Linked DNA regions of Sus scrofa: region 1 is linked to region 2. Evidence: chromatin contacts called from public promoter capture Hi-C data. All regions are on one chromosome and are shown on one strand. The core of a region is the stretch at or near the end of the contact, and the rest is flanking DNA. Distances in the headings are between cores, read along the strand shown. Region 1 holds the start of MAP3K2 (mitogen-activated protein kinase kinase kinase 2). Region 2 holds the start of INSIG2 (insulin induced gene 2).

Region 1 (4,053 bases), core at 768-3,267, 1.4 Mb after region 2:
CTGCTCAGTGGGTTAAGTATCTGGCATTGCCATGAGCTGTGGTGTAGGTCTCAGATGTGGCTCGGATCCCACGCTGCTGTGGCTGTGGTGTAGGCCTCCAGCTACAACTCCGATTCAACCCCATGCCTGGGAACATTGATATGCCGTGGGTGTGGCCCTAAAGAGACAATAAAATAAAATAAAATAAAATTGAAATCTTGCCCAAGCTTAGAAAAATATCCTTTTTTTCCCCTTGTGGCATACCAGGCTTTAGAATGTTAGAACCGAAAGCAATGGTAAAGACTGATTTTATGCGTACATAATCTTAAAAGTCCTCCATTTTTTAAAATAAGTAGAAACAAACATTTTCTATTTAGCTTTGTATTCTTGAGGTCCTACAGTATTAGCTTTTCTTGGTGTTGGCTGCCTAATTCTCTGCAGAACAGATGAACCATTATTTATCAAGCTCAGTCTTAAAGTCGTTTAGGTTTTCAGGCTTCCACTATTATAAAAACCTGCCAATGAATATCTTTGTTCCTGCTCCTCTAACAACTCCACTAACGGGTCTGTAATAAGAATTCCTGGAAAGGGACCCAGATATTTTATTATTCCATAACACCATCTCCCCTAGTCCTTGCCCCACAGATGCCAGCTCCCTTAACCCGTCTATGGTCTTGAGTTGGCCAGGTGCTTACCTCTGAGCCTGGTGAGTGCTGCTCCCGTCCCTCTCATTTTAACTGCTGAGTGGTCTGGAAAAGACAGCAAGAGGGTGGGATCCATAACGTACTGCGAAACCAGGCAGACGCTGAAAGAGGGAAGAAACGGCACAGGAAATTGAAAGGGGCATTTGAGGAAAGTGATGGGGTGTTAAAGATATTCTCTGGGTCAGTGTAGTGTGGGCTAAAAACAGCTGAAATGCAAGTCAGTCATATCACTGAGGCCTCCAATGCTATCCTGGGGGGGACGGGAGTGAAGAAAGGACTCGGTGACAGCGACTCTGTCTGTGTCTGTGTTTTAGACTGTGTCGCTAGCTCTCCAGGTGTAGAAGCCTCTAGCGGGAGGCTTCTACATTCGCTAAACTCGAAAAGTAATTCCTACAAGAACTAAACAGAGAACTGTAAAACTGAGAAAGGTGGTCTCCAGGGGGGTGGTTTATAGTCAGGTGACAAGCCAACAAGAATTTAAGTACTTTGGATAAAAATTCTACACACGAGATCCACAAATGAATAGGAAAATAGATGGCTTTTTGCCAGCAAACGACTTGCCATGGACTTGGAGGAGGTTGCGGCCTCTTCTTCTGCTGCCCCGCTCAGCCCGAAGCCCATTGAGGAGTCCCTCTTCGAGGTTTGCTTTGGACTCTCCGCCGAGGACTCCCGCAGACCTAAGGAACCAAGGTGCCCGCGCGTGCACTCGAGGTCAAGGTCCAAGCGGCACGGACACCGAACCGAGCGAGGTAGCAGCGCCAGGGGTACGCGGCTGTGAGCAGCTAGCCAATGCGCAGGCGCGGACACGCCCCTCGGCCTCGGCGCGACGCTCCAGGCGAGCGCGCGCCCGCGGCGGTTCCGCTCCAGTCTGGAGGAGGGCTGCGCGCGCACGAGCGACGGGCCGTGACGTGCGCCGCTGTACGCCCGACGTCACGGGCCCGTGTGTAGTGGCGGCTGGGCAGCCCTCAGCAGCGGCTCTTGACGAGGGTGGTGCGGCCGCTGGGCGCGGCGTTTGGGGGTCCTGCGGCCCGTGGCGGCGGCGGCGACGATCAGGAGGACCCGCACTCCCAGCCGCGGAGTCGCCGCGCGCGCCCCTTCTCCGGCCTCTGGCGGTACCGGGCCCGCGGCTTCCTCCTTCGCAGCCCAGCTTCCCGCGGGCCTCGGGGCCGCGGCGGCGAGAAGAACCGAGGGCCACCGAGAAGCTCCGCCGGCCGCGACGGTCCCCGTGCCTGCCACCGCGCCCGGCGCGGGCTCCATGTGAGGGAGGGCCGGGCCTGCCCCCGGCCCGCACCCGACTCCTCGTGCGCCCCTCCGGCCCCCGGCGCCCCGCGGCCTCTCGGACCGGGGGGCGCGGTGACAGGCCGCGCGGGGGCGGAGGGGTGGGCCTGCGGCTCGCTGCGTCTCGGTGGAGCGGCCGGTACGTGCCTATGAGTGGATGGGGGGGGCGGGGCGCGGGCGGACGTGGGGAGGGGGCCGCCGCCGGCCAGTGCGCAGCTCGCGGGCGGAGACTTCGCTAGGTGCTCTACTCTCCCGGGTGGGCGGGCGTGCGCCGCCGGCTGCTGGTCCCGAAGTCCAGGTCTGCGCGGAGCTGTCAGACTCGAACTCTGCAGGAGTTCAGGAGGAAGCCTGCCTCTGGTCTCCGGGAAAGCGGAAGGTTTCCGCGCAGTGAGGGAGAAGGTGCCTGTCTTTGCGCTGCTATGGTGCGGTGGACTGGTGGTTAGGGTTGAATCCCTTTTCTCTCTGCGGACCGATTCACTTACTTGTTTATTGTCTCGCCTCACCGTCTGCCCATTTTACAGATCAAAAGAATTGATGAGGCTCAGTTTCAGCAACTTGGCCAAGATCGTGCACTTTGGTAATCTGGGAAGGCCTAGATTTGAATATGTTGTCTCTTTTGTAGAACTGTATTTCTGGGTTTTGAGAAAATAAATATGTGAGGGAAGTGAGAATCGCTGGAAAGTTTCTTCTTGGCAGTAAATTCTAGATGCATAGGTAGACATAATTTACTTGCCCCCAGTGTGTGCTGTTCGATGTGTTTTGCTGCAACCTAGCGAAATGATTTTTCTTGGCTCTTTTTTAAAATTACTTTTAAAAGGTGACTCCATACACTTTTATCTTTTTTTTTTTTCAGTAGGACTGACTGAATAGAAAATATTCCTCCTTTTATCAAAAAAAAGAAATATATTTGGTAAAACTCCAGTTTCTTGAAAAGTTACAATTTTACTTGTGCAATTTATTCTTGATGCATACAAGGAACTCACAGTTGGGTTATTTGCTTGAGATTTCCTTATTGCATAATTTGTTGCTGGATTATGTGGCAATGGCCACACGCTTAGTAATTTGTGCATTAACTTATGCAATATTTCTGAGTGGAATGTCAAAATTTAATGTGTGGAATATCGTAAAAAGTTATGTTTTAATGTTTTTTTTTCCTTTCATAAACAACTAAGTTTATGAACTTGCTGAAATTCTCATTTTTAGCATTGGCTTGTACTGTTTCTTTGATTATGGTTAGTGAAAAAGTAAAGAACCTTTACATTTCTCTTTACAGGAGAAAGTGTTGATAAATTACTTTGAGTATTTAAGCTTCATGCATGGTTGTGTTTAAGAAATCTGTTGATGCCCAATTGTAGTACTTGATCATTTTCTTCAGTACATTAACAGGTTTAAGAAAACTTGTGGTTGAGTATCTTTATAACGTTGTAGAAAAAAGGTTGAATTATAGACTTAAATGGATGTTTCACAGATTGATTTGTTGTTTGGTTAAAATATAAACGTATGTTGAGTTTTGCTGAATATCGTATCATTATAGGATACTTACCTAGTCATGCTCCCCATACATGTCTCTTGAGAAAACTAGTTATTAAAGATTTATATTAAATAATTGGATTACATTCTAGATTCAGTCTTTTAAGCAATGTTTTAGTTGGAGCTTTCATTCCTGGTTTACCTGATTACTACCAAAGGGGTAGTAATAGATGCTGTATTAAAATGAAACCATGTTTGATTCTCAATTCCTACGCTTTGGTTTCAGGTTGATTTTTTTTTTTTTTCCTTGTAGTATTGGTACTTTCTAGGCTTCCCCCACTGCACCACCCCCCACCCCCGAACCCAGCCCCAACTTTTTGTTATGAAACAATCTCAAGCACACAGGAAGTTGGTGATAGTGAGCATCCATATAATAATCCTCTAGATTCATTTGTTGACATCTTGCCATATTTGCTTTATCTGTAAATATGTGTATGTTATTTTTGGCCATACCACTTGAAACTAAGCTGTAGACATTACCCCTAAAAATGTCAGCTTGCATCTCCAAAATAAGGACATTTTCTTATATAGACAGAATATTATTATTAACTTCTTTAAGTTA
Region 2 (4,153 bases), core at 1,316-3,815:
GTACATATACACAATGGAATATTACTCAGCCATTAAAAAGAACGAAAACCAGCATTTTTAGCAACATGGATGGACCTAGAAATTATCATGCTCAGTCATACAATGAGACACCAACATCAAATGCTTTCACTGACATGTGGAACCTGAAAAATAGGACAGACTGAGCTTCTTTGCAGAACAGATGCTGACTCACAGACACTGAAAAACTTATAGTCTCTGGAGGAGACAGTTTGGGGGGTGGGGGGATGTGCTTGGGCTGTGGGATGGAAATCCTGTGAAATCAGATTGTTATGATCATTATACAACTACAGATGTGATAAATTCATTTGAGTAAAAAAACAAAACACCAAACAAAAAACAAAACACCACAGTCACAAGCAAAACCAAAAGTAGTACTAGAGATGTTAATCTCTAGTGTTTTGCCTTCTAGCTACTGACAAGGAAATTGCAATACTTTTTTTTGTGAGGGATTTTTTAATTTGGGTAAGGCTTCCAAGTTCAAGGTTCTTAGAGGCTTAGTCATCAACCCTTGGGCAATAATTAATGTTAGTCTAACAATATCTTACTTAAGCAAGGCAAATAAGCGTTTGTGGGTGTTTATGTTAGCTAAATAAAGAAGTTTTTGTTTTCTGGTTTACCTTTGGTCCCATTCAGTTGGGAAACCAAACAACATGTAAGGTTGATGGAAATATCTTTTCTCTGAAGTCATAAATTATCAAATCATTGATAGTTTTTTCTATGAAAAGGACCTTAGAAATAATCTAGACCAACCCCTCATTTTAACCAATGAGAAAAAAAATCCTAGAAAAATGAATATACTGGATGTGACTATGCACTTGTTGGCCTAACATGAGGTTTCAAGAATCCTTCACCAGTATTCTACCACCTATATTACACCAGCTCAAAATAATCCAGAGTTATTCTGATTTCTCAGAGTTCTTAATCAGCTAATATCTTGGCATCAGGTAAAATGCAGTTTTAATGTTTCCATAATAACAAATATTTGGTCTAAATTCATGACCTTGAGATTCAGAATTCATGTCTCAATACATTCTCCATGCTCCATCTATTCTGTTTTTCCAACTCTGACTCCCACCAGAATGCACAGCCTCATCATATTTGCCTACCTATACTCAGTGCCTCCTTAAAGACTACATCATCCATGACAGCCGGGAAACTTAAGTAGAACACTGCAGTAGGAATGACCCTGTTGGATACAAGAACCTTAGGAACTGGTGCCACATGGTTCTTGCTTTTTAGGTCTTGTCCCTCCCTGCAGTCAATAAATATTGAAACTAAAACAAAGGTCTTTCAAGTTAAAATTTTCCTTAAGGATTTTCTTGAAGGCAATTTCTAAGTGTTTGAAAGCTTGCCTAGAGAAGACATGGCCTAGATGAGTGGGACTCAGGTTGTTTTAAAGAGAATCATGACAGATGTTGGGATATTTTGAGGTAATCCTCTCTTGTCTGGGTGCTTTTCTCTTTTCTTTTTAAAATTCCATTTCCATTCTGTATAATCCACCCACATTTTTTTTTTACTGGTAGTGTAAAAACCTACATAAGAGACTTAGTTACAGGAAACATTAGAGAAAACAAGAAAGGTCAGATAGATACTTGTTTGGAAGCATTCTGTTGCAAATTCAATTTCTCTTTCAATTTTCAGAAATATGTGTACCAATAAAAAGTCAGAAACATACAAACCCATCTATCATTTATCAGTTCAAAGTTAAAAAAAAAAAACACAAAGGAATTTCACCAACTAATGCTTCTTTTCAAATCTCTTAAGCAAGGATTCCAGGCCCAACCTTCAACTTAAACTTGCCTCAAGAACACAGTAACCTGACCTCATCCATATTATGGTTCGGTACTACTTCCAACCAACAAGGAATTATAATTTTATCTACTTTGTAATTTCCTTTTTGTATTTTGCATTGTACTTTGCATTTTCTCTACGTCGCTGAAAACCTCTAAAGCTCTTCCTATGAAAGCAACTGTACACAAATCGCTTTTGTCAAACTTGGGGAACGATTATTAATGAAAACAGGAAAAAATGCTGTGGGATGAAAAGGAGAGAAATATCAACTACGCTCTTTCTCGAAAGAAGTTATGACTTAGGAATGCAGGAATAAGGTAAAGAGCAAAGGCAGGCAAAAGCACACAGAAAATGAGAGTCAGCATCCTTAGCCGCAGCCCAGATCCTGGCTCAGAGGAGCGACGTGTGGAGAGCCTCGCCTCCCACAGGGTATGCGTGTGTTGCTGTGCGATTCCCTGACACGGCCCGCAGGTCTGGGCATTCGTCACAACCCTCTGCTGCCTGGTCAGCAAACAACAGCTGATTTGGTAGCCTCCACCACTAGGTAGTCCATGCCTGTAGCCGGCAGCTACGCTCAAGGAGATCGGAAGTCCTTTTGCCCCCTTTCGCAGGCTCACTACTCGGCGCCCGTAGAAACCGGAAGTTCTTCTGCCCCTATCTTCGGGAGAGCGTCAGCGCCTGCCGCGCAGGCGCAGTGAAGCTCAGGCGGAGTTACGTGAGGGGAGGAGGAAGCGGCGGAGGGGGGCGGGGGCCGGTCCCAGAAGATGGCGGAAACAGGGGTGAGTTGGGGGGTCTCCCAGGAAGCGCGAGTGTCTTGTTGTTGGGGGTAGGGACCTGAGGAAAGGGGTGGCTCTCGGTAAGAGGAACCGCTTCCGATTTTGCAGCCTGGGAAACCTGCTTAGCAAGTGCGAGGAGCCAGGACCATAGAAGGGGCCTGAAGGGTGAGGTGGTCTGCTCACCTGGGGTAGGGTAGGCGAGATCCGGAAGGGGACAGCGGGATCGGGGAGAGTTCCTAGGAGAGGCCGAAGCTTCTTGGACAGTGCTAGAGTATCGGAGCAGAAAGAAGGCTGGAGGGCGGCGGGAAGGGCGACCCCGGAGATTTGACGGGGTGGAGGTCGGCGAGCTCTCCAGCACAGAGCTGTCAGGATTTGGGGGTGAATCTAAAGGTAGATATTGTAGTAAGTTTAGAATCCGCCGACAGGTATGTTGATAATGGGTTGACGAACGGGACTTTGGTATTTTTGAATTGGAATTGGAAACCTTTGGAGTCGGTGTGTGGATAAAGCCAGAGAGAATGCTTGCCAGGAACTAGAAGTCGGTTGGTGATAGTTTTCTGGGATTTTAAGAGTTGGTCAGTGGAAGTGGCAATCGGGAAAAGAAAAGCACTGTGGGTGTGATGGGGGGGGGTGCTAAAACCTAAGTGATAATGGCCCATGTCCAGTTAGCGTTGGGAAAAAGTTAATAAGTTATGTATGTATGGTGTTAGCTAGACAGTCTAGGAAGACATCCCAGGAAGAGTTTACTATTTTGTAGGATCAGTGGGGAAATGCTTCAAGAAGGAATGAATAGGCTTGACAGCTGGTCCACTGATACTGGCTGGAGTCAGTATGGCAGTGTTGCTGAGGATTAGACACCATTCCAGTCTTGGGTGAAGGAGAAATGACAGCAGACAAGCAGTGGCCAGGTTATGTCTTCCAACTTTGGGGCTTGGCCTTGAGAGAGAACCATTGAGTGAAAAGGAGTAAAGGAGCCACTAATAGGGGCCCCACAGAGAAAAAAAAATAGCCACTACTCTTCCTGTTTTCTTCATTCTTTCTCTGGATGTTATATTTAATAGTGTGTTTTGTTATAGTTTTCAGTACATATCTGATATAAAGTGACCAAGCTGTGAATCATGAACATTTGGGAAAGAGGTTGATTCTTTTTAAACTAACAACTGTTGCTCTTATGTTTGGTGGGCTGAAAAGGAAAAGAAAAATGCAAATCATTAATTTTAAAGACAGCTTATTTTCATTGTTATCAGACAATCATTCCCAAACGATGGTTTTTGTTTGTGTATTTGTGTTCAAATACCTATTGCTTGGAAGTTGTTTCAGTGGCAAATGTAAACTTTGATTTTCATTCTCAAAACCCAGAATCACTTAACAATCCTCTTTTGTTTATCTAAAAGTAATAATATCAACCCACTGACAGGCAGCACATAGACTGGGAATAATGTTTTCCCAATTTTGATGATTTGTTGTTGATCTCTCCAAATTACTTGAACTGTTTTTCTTTTTGTTCAGTAATGTACTTTATAGAAATTGTAGGTCAGAGCTAAGGTAGAATTTTTCATGTCCTG

What was found. Promoter capture Hi-C pulls out the DNA fragments that hold promoters and counts their contacts.
Region 1: a contact with region 2 is called in a promoter capture Hi-C map of liver, with 3 times the contacts expected there. The contact joins the promoter of MAP3K2 here to the promoter of INSIG2 in region 2. A contact is called at or near these places in 1 of 5 promoter capture datasets (liver) and 1 of 47 Hi-C or Micro-C datasets (heart right ventricle).

What each region holds. Positions count from the first base shown.
Region 1 is chr15:25,085,462-25,089,514 of Sscrofa11.1, forward strand. MAP3K2 (mitogen-activated protein kinase kinase kinase 2) reads left to right here and starts at 2,018. Exons shown (of 17, transcript XM_003359437.5): 1 at 2,018-2,100. It overlaps LOC110257077 (a long non-coding RNA gene), which reads right to left and starts at 784. Exons shown (of 2, transcript XR_002339296.1): 1 at 675-784.
Region 2 is chr15:23,674,164-23,678,316 of Sscrofa11.1, forward strand. It overlaps INSIG2 (insulin induced gene 2), which reads left to right and starts at 2,566. Exons shown (of 6, transcript NM_001129968.1): 1 at 2,566-2,591.